Linked DNA regions of Rattus norvegicus: region 1 is linked to region 2. Evidence: chromatin contacts called from public Hi-C data. All regions are on one chromosome and are shown on one strand. Each heading gives the region's core, a stretch centred on a gene start, on an enhancer-like site or on the middle of the called end of the contact. The rest is flanking DNA. Distances are from core to core; before and after follow the strand shown.

What was found. A called contact is a pair of places that touch in the nucleus more often than the background predicts.
Region 1: a Hi-C map of Schwann cells shows a contact between it and region 2, with 7 times the contacts expected there. The contact joins the promoter of Slc6a6 here to the enhancer-like site in region 2. A contact is called at or near these places in 5 of 12 Hi-C or Micro-C datasets (the A7r5 cell line, Schwann cells, frontal cortex and 2 more).

Annotation. Positions count from the first base shown.
Region 1 is chr4:125,748,524-125,754,898 of GRCr8, reverse strand. Slc6a6 (solute carrier family 6 member 6) reads right to left here and starts at 2,397. Exons shown (of 15, transcript NM_017206.2): 1 at 2,327-2,397. LOC102548902 (a long non-coding RNA gene) reads left to right here. Exons shown (of 8, transcript XR_010066220.1): 3 at 4,575-4,790.
Region 2 is chr4:125,637,841-125,643,925 of GRCr8, reverse strand. No RefSeq gene overlaps it. Among named protein-coding and RNA genes, the nearest start is that of Lsm3, 63 kb to the right of the region's middle. Within about 2 kb of position 3,750, at least 3 of the 93 cell types and tissues checked have an H3K27ac peak or open chromatin away from gene starts, as enhancers often do.

The DNA.
Region 1 (6,375 bases), core at 1,148-3,647, 110 kb before region 2:
CATAGATAGTAGCTGGGCTCCACTTAAAGGCGCAGAGAAGCAAGAAGGAATCCGAGGTACTAAGGACCCTCCCCCCATACACCCTCCAGCCCTAAGGACCAGAAGACCTTTGTCTTTCATTTTCTCCAGAACCTGCTCCACCTTAATGTTCCCAACTTAATGTCCCCAACAAATCGGTGCCCCAAGCACTGTGAAGCCTAAATGCATAGCTGGCCACAGCAAAACTTTTGGAAGCCCAATTCTGTACAGGCTCCTAGGCAGCTCTCAATTAGCCCATCTGTAGAATGGGCTCTTCCCCAGACCCCCCTGAGCCTCCGGATGCCACCAAGCAGATGTGGGTACAGAGGGGGCTAGAAAGTCAGGGAGCCTGACCACAACAGAGCTACAGGCAATACCAGGGTATTCCCAAAGGACAAAGGCTCTCTCCGGACAGCACCATGGCTCTTGCCACATACCACAATGACCCAAGACCTCGTGACACCCTCTAATCAGCAGCTCTAGAGCCGAGCCCGGCTTTACAGCTTACCACAAGCTTATTCAGCCTCATCTCCCTCAATCCCTTCAAGGACAAGGCGAGGCTGGCCTTAGCGTCCTTGTCGCCAGGACAGCCAAGCCCAAGCTAAGAGAACTACCCAAGGTCACCATTGAGAGGGACACATAGTCTTTCTGGGGACAAGCACTGACTCTTGGATCCCTGGTTGACATATCCAATGGGTAGTAAGCCCCACCCATTTTACAGGTGAAGAGACTGAGGACAAGAAACATTGCCCAAGGTTAGCTGGGTGGCTGAACCAAGATCTAAGGCAACCTCCAACCATCTGCCAATACCATCCTGTTATGGGTTCTCAGCTGGTGCCTAGGTTCCCCCTCTAGCCACCCACCATCATCTTGCTAAAACACCTCCCTTTCACCCCCCACTCCCCGATGACTCCCTGGTAAAGAGGGAGGCAGGCAGGCCGTTGCTAAGCACTCACCAGCTCTCTCATAAAAATAAACTCCTTCTGGCTTAGAGACTCTGGGTGAGATCCCCTCCCTACCAGCAACAAAAAAACAAAAAATTTTTTTTCTTTTAATTTAAAAAAGATCTCTATGACATTTATTTGAAAGCTAGCTGTGCCAAATCGGAGGCCAATTTACTGACATCCAAATGGAGCCACGTGCTACTAAACCGCAGTCGGAAGACCCTCCGGGTCAAGCGCCTGGGCAGTCTTTGAGATGATTTATTTCTCCAGGCAGGAAATGGGGGCCCCCGGCTGTCTCCCAAGCCTTTGGGGCTGGTCCTGGAGAAGGCAGGGATCTGGCAGAGGCCAAGCAGTGACCAAAATAGCCAGGTCGGTGGCCCTGCTGAGCACACGCCTCCCTTGCACCCAGGATAGTCTAGGCTGAGGCTTTGGGACTGTAGGACCTGTTCCTGAGACTGGTTCCTTGTGTGGCTTCCCCAGTGGGAGCGGACCAGAATCTCCCACCCAAAAGAGGAACCTATAAAGGGAAGGGGAGCAGCCTAGAGGAAGATGTGTCCAGCTGGTGCTTGCTTCCCACTGCCCATTACCCCTGGCTGTCGCTCCGGGCCTCAGTCTGCTACTCAAACCTAGGGGCAGCTGTCACTATCACCTGCGCGCCACACCCAGACAGCACCTGGAGCCATACCTCCCTTTTACCTCTCCTAAATACTACGGAGAACCAAAGATGCCAATTGGGCCCACTGGGCACAAGGAATGTCCTCTTGGGTACAGCCGAAAGACACTAGACTTGCCCACAACCAGGGACCCAGGGGATACAGCCACAATCAGGGACACACACGTGCACACAGCTAGCGTTCCGGAGACACAGACGCACGTACAGGTTCGCATAGGCAAGGTGTGTGTGTGTGTGTGTGTGTGTGTGTGTGTGTGTGTGTGTATCAGGAGACAGAGCCACACGGCCACACTACACTCAGGTAAGGCAGCCCAGGGCATTGAAAATATCACACACCCCGGGGCGCACATGTACACGGCTGCCTAGGGTGGAGAAACAGCCACCCTCAGAAACAGAGATATCCAGGGAAAAGGAGACACTCTCCGCGGGACACACACACACACACACACACACACACACACACACACACACACACACACACACACCTGCCGCTGCACCAGTAGCCCCAGCCCCTTCGCCAGGGAAACAATAACTCCCTCTCCAGCAGAGCGGAGCAGGAGACCCTCGTTCCCTCCCTTAGGGGTGAAGGGGATGAAAGAGCGCGGGGAGGCCAGACCCGCAGGGACGCGGTGAGGTGGCGAAGCGCGGCCCGGGGAGGGGGCTGCAGTCGCGGCCCGCACGCCCTGGGTACCTGGGTGGCTAAGCCCACAGCGGATGGCCCGGCCCGAGGCTGGCGGGATTGGCGGCGATCGCGGCGTTGGCGGCTTGGCACGGGAGTTCAGCAGCAGCCAGGTCCCGGAGTACGACGCTGGCGGCGGCGCGGAGGAAGCGGTAATTTATAAGCGGCTTCTCCCTGACCTCGCGTGTCTGTTGTCTGAACAGGCAGCTCTCCGCATCACCCATCCTGCTGGGTGGAAAAATACCAGCTTGGCCGGGCCTGGGCGGGGCCTAGGGCGGGGTCTGGGCGGTCAGCCACGCCCACACACAGGACACACACACACACACACACACACACACACACACACACACACACACGCATGCACGCACGCGCGCAGGAGCTCGGACACACAAAGAACCCGGGCTCGCCTCGTCGAGCGCGCGCACCCATCCTCATGCTCCATCAAAACGCTGGTAGCAAATGGCCCTGCTCAGGCCTCTCATGCAGGCGATGAGGCATTAGAGACCCAGACCCTTGGCTCGTCACCTTCCTTGATAGCCATTAGCACACCACAGCGCTCTCTAACACATCCACCTAGGTCTAAGGACGAGCCCTGGGGCTCCCGTAGCAGCTAGGTCTATGCCAGAATCTGCCCCTCCTCCCCCCTCCCTCCCCAACTCGGAGTCCTCCCTGGCCAGTGTGAAACTCTGCGAGCCTGGCTGAGCTGCTGTGGAAATGATAATGGGGGCCAAGTCCCTCCCGGCCCACATGAGGCTGTCTTTTTGAAGCTCCCCTGACTTTGTCGTGGCTGTGTGACATCAGGCAAGTTCCCCAGACCTTCTGTGTCTTGGTTTCCTCATCTGTAAAACGGAAATAAAAATAGTGGAACTCATCACTTCTGGCTGCTGGGAGGGTCCAAGGTTAACAGTGTAAAGAGTCTGAACAGGACACCAGGCACCTAAGAAGTGCCAAACGAGTGTCAGCAAATGTGACTATTTTTAAATGGAGATGGGGAGTGTGCCATTATTCTTGTCCTTATTTGAATGAGCATGTCCTCCTTCTGATTGTACACACCACAGCCTGGCTGAGCCTGAGGTGGCGCTGTGTGACCTTCAGTAAGGCCTTCCCCTCTCTGCCCACTTCCTTTTCTTTCCTCTCCACTCTCTCTCTGCACACAAGTAGCATGTCTATCTTGCCTCTTCAACTGAGAATAAAAGCCTCAGACCTGGCCAGCCTGAACCCATTGTCCTAGGCTGGCACAAGACACCAAGAAGCAAAATAAAGAGGTAGTGTGACTCGTGCCTTTAATCCCAGCACTGGGAGGCAGAGGCAGGCAGATCTCTGAGTTCAAGGCCAGCCTGGTTTACAGAGTGACTTCCAACAGGGCTATACAGAGAAAACCCGTCTTAAAAAAAAAAAAAAAAAAATCCAGACTCACATGTCACTACCCACAGCACAAAGGGCTGAGACCAAGGGGTAGATCGGAGAGTAGAGAAGTAACTGGTTTGAACCCAGAGCAGACTTTAGGAAGCCCAGAACCTTTGGGCAGGCAGAGGGGTGGAGGTGGGGAGCAGAGGAAGCAAGGGCTGCAAGGCTGCAAGGGCCTGCAGGCATGGTGTCACAAGACTATACCGAGAGCCAGGGCAGGGGAGGCCACAGAGGCTCGGCAGGTCCAGGGATACGATTCGGAAAGCCTGGGAAGGCCAGAGTCTAAGAATGATAGGCACAGTATCTCCCAAGTGATGACTGTGAGGAATGGAAGGATGTGGCTCAGGCATTCATCAGCCTTCCTTTTCTGTAAAGTCAGCTCTGTGAGCTGGGAGATCTGGTCCTTGAACTCCAAGTACACAAGGCTTCGCAGGCCTGGTGCACAGAAGGTGCTCAACTACACTTTATTTATGTATTTATTTATTATGTTTTGAGATAGGAATGCCACTACATTGCCTGGCCTGGCCCCAAATTGTTGGACTTCAAGTCACCCTCCTACTGCAGAGCCCTTGGGTAACTGGGGTCACAGCTGAGTGACATTTGGGTCACCGCACCTACTATATTTATTTATTTAGTTTCCTCTCTTTAGCACTTTCCTGGCTGGTAGAATTCACTTCGTGTAAACAAGTTCAACCTGCCCCTCCCCAGATCATCCTTGTGAGCTCAGCACTGCTATTTCTCCCACTTCACAGAAAGGAAAACTGAGCCACTGAGAAAATAACTAGCCTGGGGGATGCTTGGCCAGTGAGTCACAGAGCTGGAATCTAAACCTAGACCATCTGTTTGTTTCCAGGGAGGGGGCTTTGGGAGAACCCAGCCCCAGGCTTTCGGTGCACAGGATCAGTCAGGCGTATGAACTCAGTATGTGAGAGGCCATGGACTGTCAGAGCAGTCACAAGTCTCAAGCAGGGCAGCCTGCGCTGAATCCAGCCCCAGATACTCCGCTGCTTTGCCTGTGCTGGGCTCCATCCACCGTGATTTGGGTTCATTGCCAGGAATCAAAATAGAGGTGACTTTGCATATATGAATCCATGTACCCTCCACTGCTCAGCTGCTTAGGCAGAACTCCTTAGAACCTAGGAGTCTGGAGATGGCCTGACAACATAAGGACACTGTCTCTTTAAAAAAAAAACTTCAGGCTGTGGGGTGGTGGTGGTGTACTACTTTAATCCACTTGGGAGGCAGAGGCAGGCAAATCTCTGAGTTCTAGGCTAGCCTGGTCTACAGTTATTATTATTATCATTATTATTAGTAGTAGTAGTAGTATTATAGGTGTTATAATTATATTATAATTTATATAAAATAATCTATATTACAATAATCTTATTATTTTTATTTTGATCTGGGCATGGTGTTATATACCTTTGAACCCAGAGGGCAGAGGAAGTTGAATCTCTGTGAGTTCAAGGCCATCCTGGTGATAGTGAATTTCAGAGTAGCCAGGACTACATAGTAAGAGTCTGTCTCAAAGAATTTGCTCAGACACAACAGTACATACCTGTAATCCCAGCATCTAGGAGATAGAGGATCAAGAGTTCAAGTCCAGGGCTGGAGAGATGGCTCAGCGGTTAAGAGCACTGACTGCTCTTCCAGAGGTCCTGAGTTCAAATCCCAGCAACCACATGGTGGCTCACAACCATCTGTAATGAGATCTGATGCCCTCTTCTGGCGCGTCTGAAGACAGCTAGAGTGTACTCAACGTATATAAAACAAATAAATCTTAAAAAAAAAAAAAAAAAAGAGTTCAAGTCCAGCCTTGGAGATGGAGAGCTCGAAACCAACCTTGGCTATACAAGATCCTGTGTCAAACAATTTAAAAATAAAATAAAATAAAATAGAGGGCCAGTGAGATAGAACAACAGAGCTCCAATTGCTCTTGCAGAAGGCCAGAGTTTAGTTCCCAGCCACCCACATCAAGCAGCTCATAATCACCTTTTAACTCCAGTCGTAGAGGATTTGATGCCGTCTTGTAGACTATGAGGACACCTGCACATACCTACACACACACACACACACACACACAGACAAACACAGGTGCAGAGAGATAAAGACAGAAACAGATAGACAAAGAAACAGACACACACACAGAGTTTAAAGACTGAGGCAAGAGCATTGGCTGTAATTTAATAAGATCCTGTCTCCAAGAACAAAACGAGGGCCAGCAAGATGGCTCAGCAGGCAAAGGCAATTGCTCCAAAGGAGATCCAACCTGAGCTACAGCTCTAGAAACTATATGATAGGAGAGGGCCAACTCTGACCTCTACACACATTGTGGTATGCACAGGCACACATGCACACATGCATGCATGAATGAATGAATGAGTAAAAAGAACTTAAAAAGGAAATTCTGGAATCTCTTGAAAATTGTCAGAGCAGGCCCCTTGCTCACCCACAGATATCTAGCACTGAAGGGTCTGTTCACACGGTGGAACATGAGCTCTCCAGAGAGAGATCATAGTTACTCCTTAGCTTGTAAATGTCTCCATGTCACTAACTGGTCCTGCAGGAGGCTTAGCTGAGACCCAGACCCAGGCCAGAGGTGGGAGCTGGAAACCAGAGTTGGGCACACAGGAAACCCAAACCATTGGCGCTTA
Region 2 (6,085 bases), core at 2,501-5,000:
TCACAGTGACCAGTCCATGGTGCCGGATACTAGGCGCCCTGAGACCCAGATGCCAAGGTCACCAGGAAGAACTGTGCAAAGGACAAGGGGCCACAGCCATCACTGGGATGTGGTAGGCTAGGAGACTCTCCAGGTGAACTCACCTTTATTTGCTCTCCCACAGAGTGACACGGTGGGAACGGGAGTCCTTCCACAGCCTGCCATGCTGACCAGCAGCACGGAGGCTCCAGCCTTCCCGTGACTCACACCTGGGAGAGGCTTCCTTCCTCGGCTTCATCCTTCCCTTGATGAAAACTGTTCTTTTAAATTACGAAATGTTTCAAGCAAGAGAAAAGCGCAAAAACTAATATAAAAACGCCCATGAGTTCTGCATACAGTTCACATTTTGTCATGTTCCTCCTCCTGGCACAGTATGGAGACACTGTTGACCCCAAGATGCGCCGGGCCCGCCTCTGCAGCTTACCCTCCCGCCTTTGTTTGCATATCCATAACATCTTTGATTCGTTTGCTCTCAGGCTTTACCTGAGTGGGACTCTGTGGTATGAACCAGTCTAAGCTTGTTAAGTCCCCCCCACTTCTATCTGTACATGGCTTGAATCCACTCATTTGTAGCCTAAAAATAAGCAGCGCACACAGCCTTCTCCCATTGACGGATGGCTAGGGTGTCCCCAGTTGTTTGTCCTGAAAAACCAGCTGTCCTGGGTATATTCAAATGTGTCTTCCTGAACAGTGGCTGAGTTTCAGGGCTTTGCAGGTCCAAGGCCTGTTGCTTCCCTTCTCAGGACCTGACTGTTTTTCAAGGTCATGATGCCAACTCATGATTCACTGGTCCCAAAGATCCTTTTAATACTTGTGGGCCAATACTAATCCTTACTTCTCAATGGCAAGACTAGTCTAGGGAAGAAAAGAACCTGAGATCTCAGTGCCAGTGACCAAGGAGCCAGGCTAGACCTGTCTCTCCACAGCCCCGTTATCTGTTGCTATCAACCCTCAGAGCTTTAGGTGTTCACTTATCTATGGGCTGGAGCTGTGGGTCACCCAGGGAAATGCTCTCCTAGAATGCATGAAGTCCTGGGTTCAATCCCCAGCACCCCAAAATTGGGTGTGATGGTACATCCCAGAATCTAGGAGGGTTGAGGCAGGAGGATTAGGAGTTTAAGGTCATCCTTGGCTATACGTAGAGAGTTCAAGGCTAGTCTGGACCACATGAGATTCTGTTTCAAAAAAACAAAAAAGAAAAAAAAAACAATCAAAAAACAAAAAAGAAAAAAACAACAAAAATCATTATTTTGTTCAGTAATATGTTCGACTCTGCTCTATGTGGTGTGGTGTTGGCTGGAATGGCTGGACAAGTACCTGGAATGTCTGTTCCTGAGATGGCTTACTAACCTCAACTTGATACCTGGGAGAGGCAGTGGGGGGAGCATAGCAGGAGGGGATCACAGCAGGAGGAGCCTCATTCTGCTTCACAGGGTCTCTTCACACCTCGCTTGGATTTTCTGAAGGTAAGGGAGTTGGGTTCCCAGAGCGCCCCCCCCCCCAAAATGGACAGGGGTACCTCTGCTCTACTCCACTGGTCAAGAAATCACGGGTTCCCTGTGCCAGGAAAGACTACACCACAGGCCACTTCCTGATGGGAGGCGAGTCAAAGATGTTAGATTTCATGTTTTCATGCAACTCGCCTTAGGCAGCATATTAGGTTCAGGATATTCTGAGGTCAGCCAGTAAGTAGCCAGGGCAGCTATCATGGCTGTTACCCTAGTCACCTGTAACTGCACAAACCCAAGGGTACCCATAGCAGTCGTGCCCTGAGAGAGGCAGCCCAGATTATCAGCGAGTGGCCAAATCTCTGAATGTGTATTATTTAGTCCAACAAAAGACTTTTTATGTAAAATTATTTACCAACACTTAACTCAAAACGTCAAGATTTCTGGGGCTACTGAGATGACTCAGCCAACAAGGGTGCTTGCTGCCAAGCTTGATGACCTGAGTTCAATTCCCAGGACCCATGATGTAGAAGGAAAGAAGTGATTCCTACAAGTTGTCCTCTGACTTCCACACCTGAACCTTTTACATTTTTAACAATCATTTTCAGCAGGGTGTGGTGGCACACGCCTTTAGTCTCAGCACTTGGGAGGCAGAGCCAGGCTGGTCTCTATGGGCTCAAAGTCAGTCTGGTCTACAAAGGGAATTCCAGGCCAGCCAGGGATACACAATTAGACACTTTTTTTTTTCGTGTGTGTGTGTGTGTGTGTGTGTGTGTGTTAAATCAGTCTGGAAGGTCTGGAAAAATCAGAATCATTCTTGGTGACACTTTTAGCCTGTGGTCACCTTGGGAAACCCCCTACTTTACTGCAGTCCCCGCTGCCCCAGAGTTGACACCAGAGTGAGAGAGACAGTCACTGATGTGGAGCCCTCAGTGACGTTCCATAAAGTCAGTAATTCCAGAAGCCTCCCAAGAGGAGGTAACTCGTTGCCTGAGTCTGAAAGACGATAATGGTTTATGACCATGCAGGCCTCTAGTTGAACGCCTGAGCACAGGTCAGAAATGACCTGAGGCTGGAGAATTTCCTGGAAGCTCATTCCACAATCCCAATCTGGATGAGGAGCAGAACATAAGCTCCCTGGAGGTGACAGAGGGACATTCCAACTCACGTTTCACTATCAGCACCCGCAGCTCGAAACACCCTGGAGGGAGCACGTGTGGTGTGTGAGGGAGTACACGTGGTTGTGTAAATCACTCATTGGCCTGTGAATAGAGGGATTAATTAACACGTCAGGTTAGCTGGCGTGGAGAAGAAGCTCCTGGGACGCAGAGGGATGAGTAAGTGTTGGTAAAAGGCAGAGAGAGCTGGCGTCAAGGAGGCTGGGCTGGAACCTGCAGACGGAGCCCTAGCATGCTCCATCTGGCGTCATCTGCACTGGAACCTGGAGCTCGATGGAGGCCTTGAGCTCTTAGGTCTCAGGGGAAGGACCAGCTAGGAGATATGAGGGAGACTCTCCTGGGGCTATAAAATAGATACCCACAAAGAGATGTCGGGTAGACCTGCCTCCCATCCAAGTACTATTCAGATCTAACCCTGCTGCAAGTGCAGGGTAATATGCTTATATGCAGATCTCAGTACCAGGGTTCTGGGGGCAAAGACTCCCACTATACCAAGTTCTTCCGTATTCTCCAGGGTATAGAGTTGCCTCCTTCAATGTTTTTGATTTGTGTAGTTTTGAAAATACAAAGGAACATGGATGGATCTCAGACTCTAGCAGACTTTATGTACACGCTGCAGGGTCGGTCCAAGTTCTCAGATGTAGTTATCTGAAGGGTCCGCATGGCTTCGTTTTCTCATCCTGACCCCATGTGGAAAGCCAGCAAACACGGTGAAACCAGAGGCTTATTGGCATGTCTCCTGTGTTGTTATTCTTCTTCGTAATTAAAAATTTAAATTGAACGTCTTTCAACTTAATCTTCTAATGGATTTGTGGCTTTGAAGGATGGTAAGCACTCTCTGAAAGCCTACAGATACGGTGTGGTGAATCCTGACGCCTCCCTCTCAGGCCCCTCCACTGATCAGTTTCAGAAGCCATTGTCCGAAGAGCCAGAGACTCCCACCTGTTTCTGCCCACTCATCTTCAGTGAGAAGCAGGACCCTAGGGCAGTTATCTGGGCACTGAGATGGGGTCCTAGATGGTTTGCAGGAAGGCTGGCAGTAAGTGACCTGCTTCTGTGTCTCAGGGAGTTCCCAGGGGATACTGGGCAACACCGCCATCTAGTGGCAAATAAGCAAGGCACTGAGGGAACATGTCCAGAGACCATGGCTTCTTAACTTTGGACCCTTGGAAACTTGTTGCTTGGACTCCAAGTAACACTGGCAGCTAACCAAATCCTAAACAGGCATCTCAGAGGGTATTTTAGTGTCCTCTTGGAGTAGATTGGTAGGGAAACTGAGGCAGGCCACCATGTGGATGTTGTGCTGCCCAGGACTGTGCATTATTGATCACGATGGTGTTCCTCTGAGCGGGAGAGTTTGCTAATTAGAGCCACACCCTGGGAAGCTTATGCAGTCTGTGAACTCAAGTCCTTGTCTGCATACAGTGGAGAATGTTCCCTCTGAACCAGGGAGAGCCTCTAAGGGAAAGGAAGCACTAAGCCTGAGAGAGAGAACATTCCAGCAGTGAAACATGCATAAAGGCAAGACCAGGGACAGCGAGGTGAGGTGGTACCTAGAGGTTTTGCCTACCCTACACATGTAATTCTGAGAATAACACCCCGTTTCACACACACACACACACACACACACACACACACACACACACACGGTCTCTCCTTTCTGCATTCTCAGACCCTGTGCTGCAAGAGGAACTGATTCTCCATGCTGATGTATGAACTGAGAATCACAGCATTTCCTGGGAGTTCTACTTCATGCAGAAAAGCAAACCCACTTTCTCTACCATCTCAAAAGGTTCTCGGGAGAATCAAACAGGGTCAAAGATAGATGGAGTCACCTTCCCAGTGACAGTAGCACATGAACGCCTGGATCCAGCCACGCCTGCAGCTGATTTTCCACACAATGTTTAGATCTGTGAACCAATACATTCACTCCTTTGGGGAAGTTGGGCTACTTTGTCATCAGTGTCTGTCACTTGTAACCCAAAGGTCCCTAACTAGTCTGACTGGAACAGAGACTTACTATAGAAGGCAATGGAGGAGGTTAAAGAAAGCACCAGAAACAACAGCTGTTATTGCCAGCATTTTTTTAAGGTAAACTTTTATCCCAGTGAAGGGAGGCATCCAGTGTGGGAATTGCAGGAGTTTGAATCTTTGAGCCAAGCCAAAAAAACCTGAAAGTACGATAGGCCTTCTCCTCTCATTGCCCACAAGCCACAATCTCTCTCCATCAATCCAAAAATCCACTGAAAGCAGACCCAGGGACAGAAATGGCCCTGAGCAGGCCTGCTCTTGGCCTCCTGGGGCTTTGGAAGGAAAATGTCGGAGTCTGCCCAGACCGCATTGGGAAGGCCAAGAATCTAGCCAGGGCCGACACGGTGGTAGGGCATCGTGACTGGAGGGGGTCATCTGATTTGTTTTCCATGGCTATTGCTTTCCTGGCGCTCTGGCTGACTGATTTGGTCCCTGGCAGAGTGTCTTAGTCAGGGTTCTCTAGAGTCACAGAACTTATGGTATGTCTCCATATAGTAAGGGAATGTGTTGTAATGACTTACAGTCTGTAGTCCAACTAACCCGACAATGGGCAGCTGTGGATGGAAAGTCCAAGAATCCAGTAGTTGCTCAGTCTCATGACGCTGGTTGTTTAAGCTGGTCTTCTGTAGAAGTAGGCTCCAACAGATGTGTTGGAGAGGAAGTACAAGCAGTAGAAGAAGAGTGAATCTGTCTTCTTCCAATGTTCAGCAGAAGGTGTGGCCCAGATTAAATGTGTGTTCCACCTGGATCTAAAACTTGCTTTGTCCAGAGACTAAGCCACTACCCAAAGACTATACATGGACTGACCCTGGGCTCCAACTGCAATAAATAACCTAGTAAGAGCACCAGTGGAAGGGGAAGCCCTTGGTCCTGCCAAGGCTGGACTCCCAGTGAACAGGATTGTTGGGGGGAGGGTGGTAAAGGGGGAGGATGGGGAGGGGAACAACCAGATAGAAGGGGAGGGGGAGGGATTAGGAAGATGTTTGCCTGAAACCGGGAAAGGTAATAACAATTGAAATGTAAATAAAAAATAACCAATTTAGTAAAGATGGAGAAAAGGAAAAAAAAACTTGCTTTGTCCCAGGTTGACCTTGAACTCTTGCCTCAGTCTCCTGGAGTTAAAGGTATGTACTACCTTGCCTGGGCCTCAGATTTTTCATGGCCACTATGCCTGAAGATCTGGATCACAGGTGAGCCCTCCATCTCTGGGTTGTAGTTCATTCCAGATATAATCAAGATGACAACCAGGAATAGCCATCACACAAAGGAATGCTGTGAAGGCAGCAGACAGGCAGATGGCTGTTTCCAACCTTGCTCTGGTCCCTCCTAAGAGCTTGCCAGTAGATGATACATAGGACAATCGAGAAAGAACTCAGAGCCTGTGTTGCA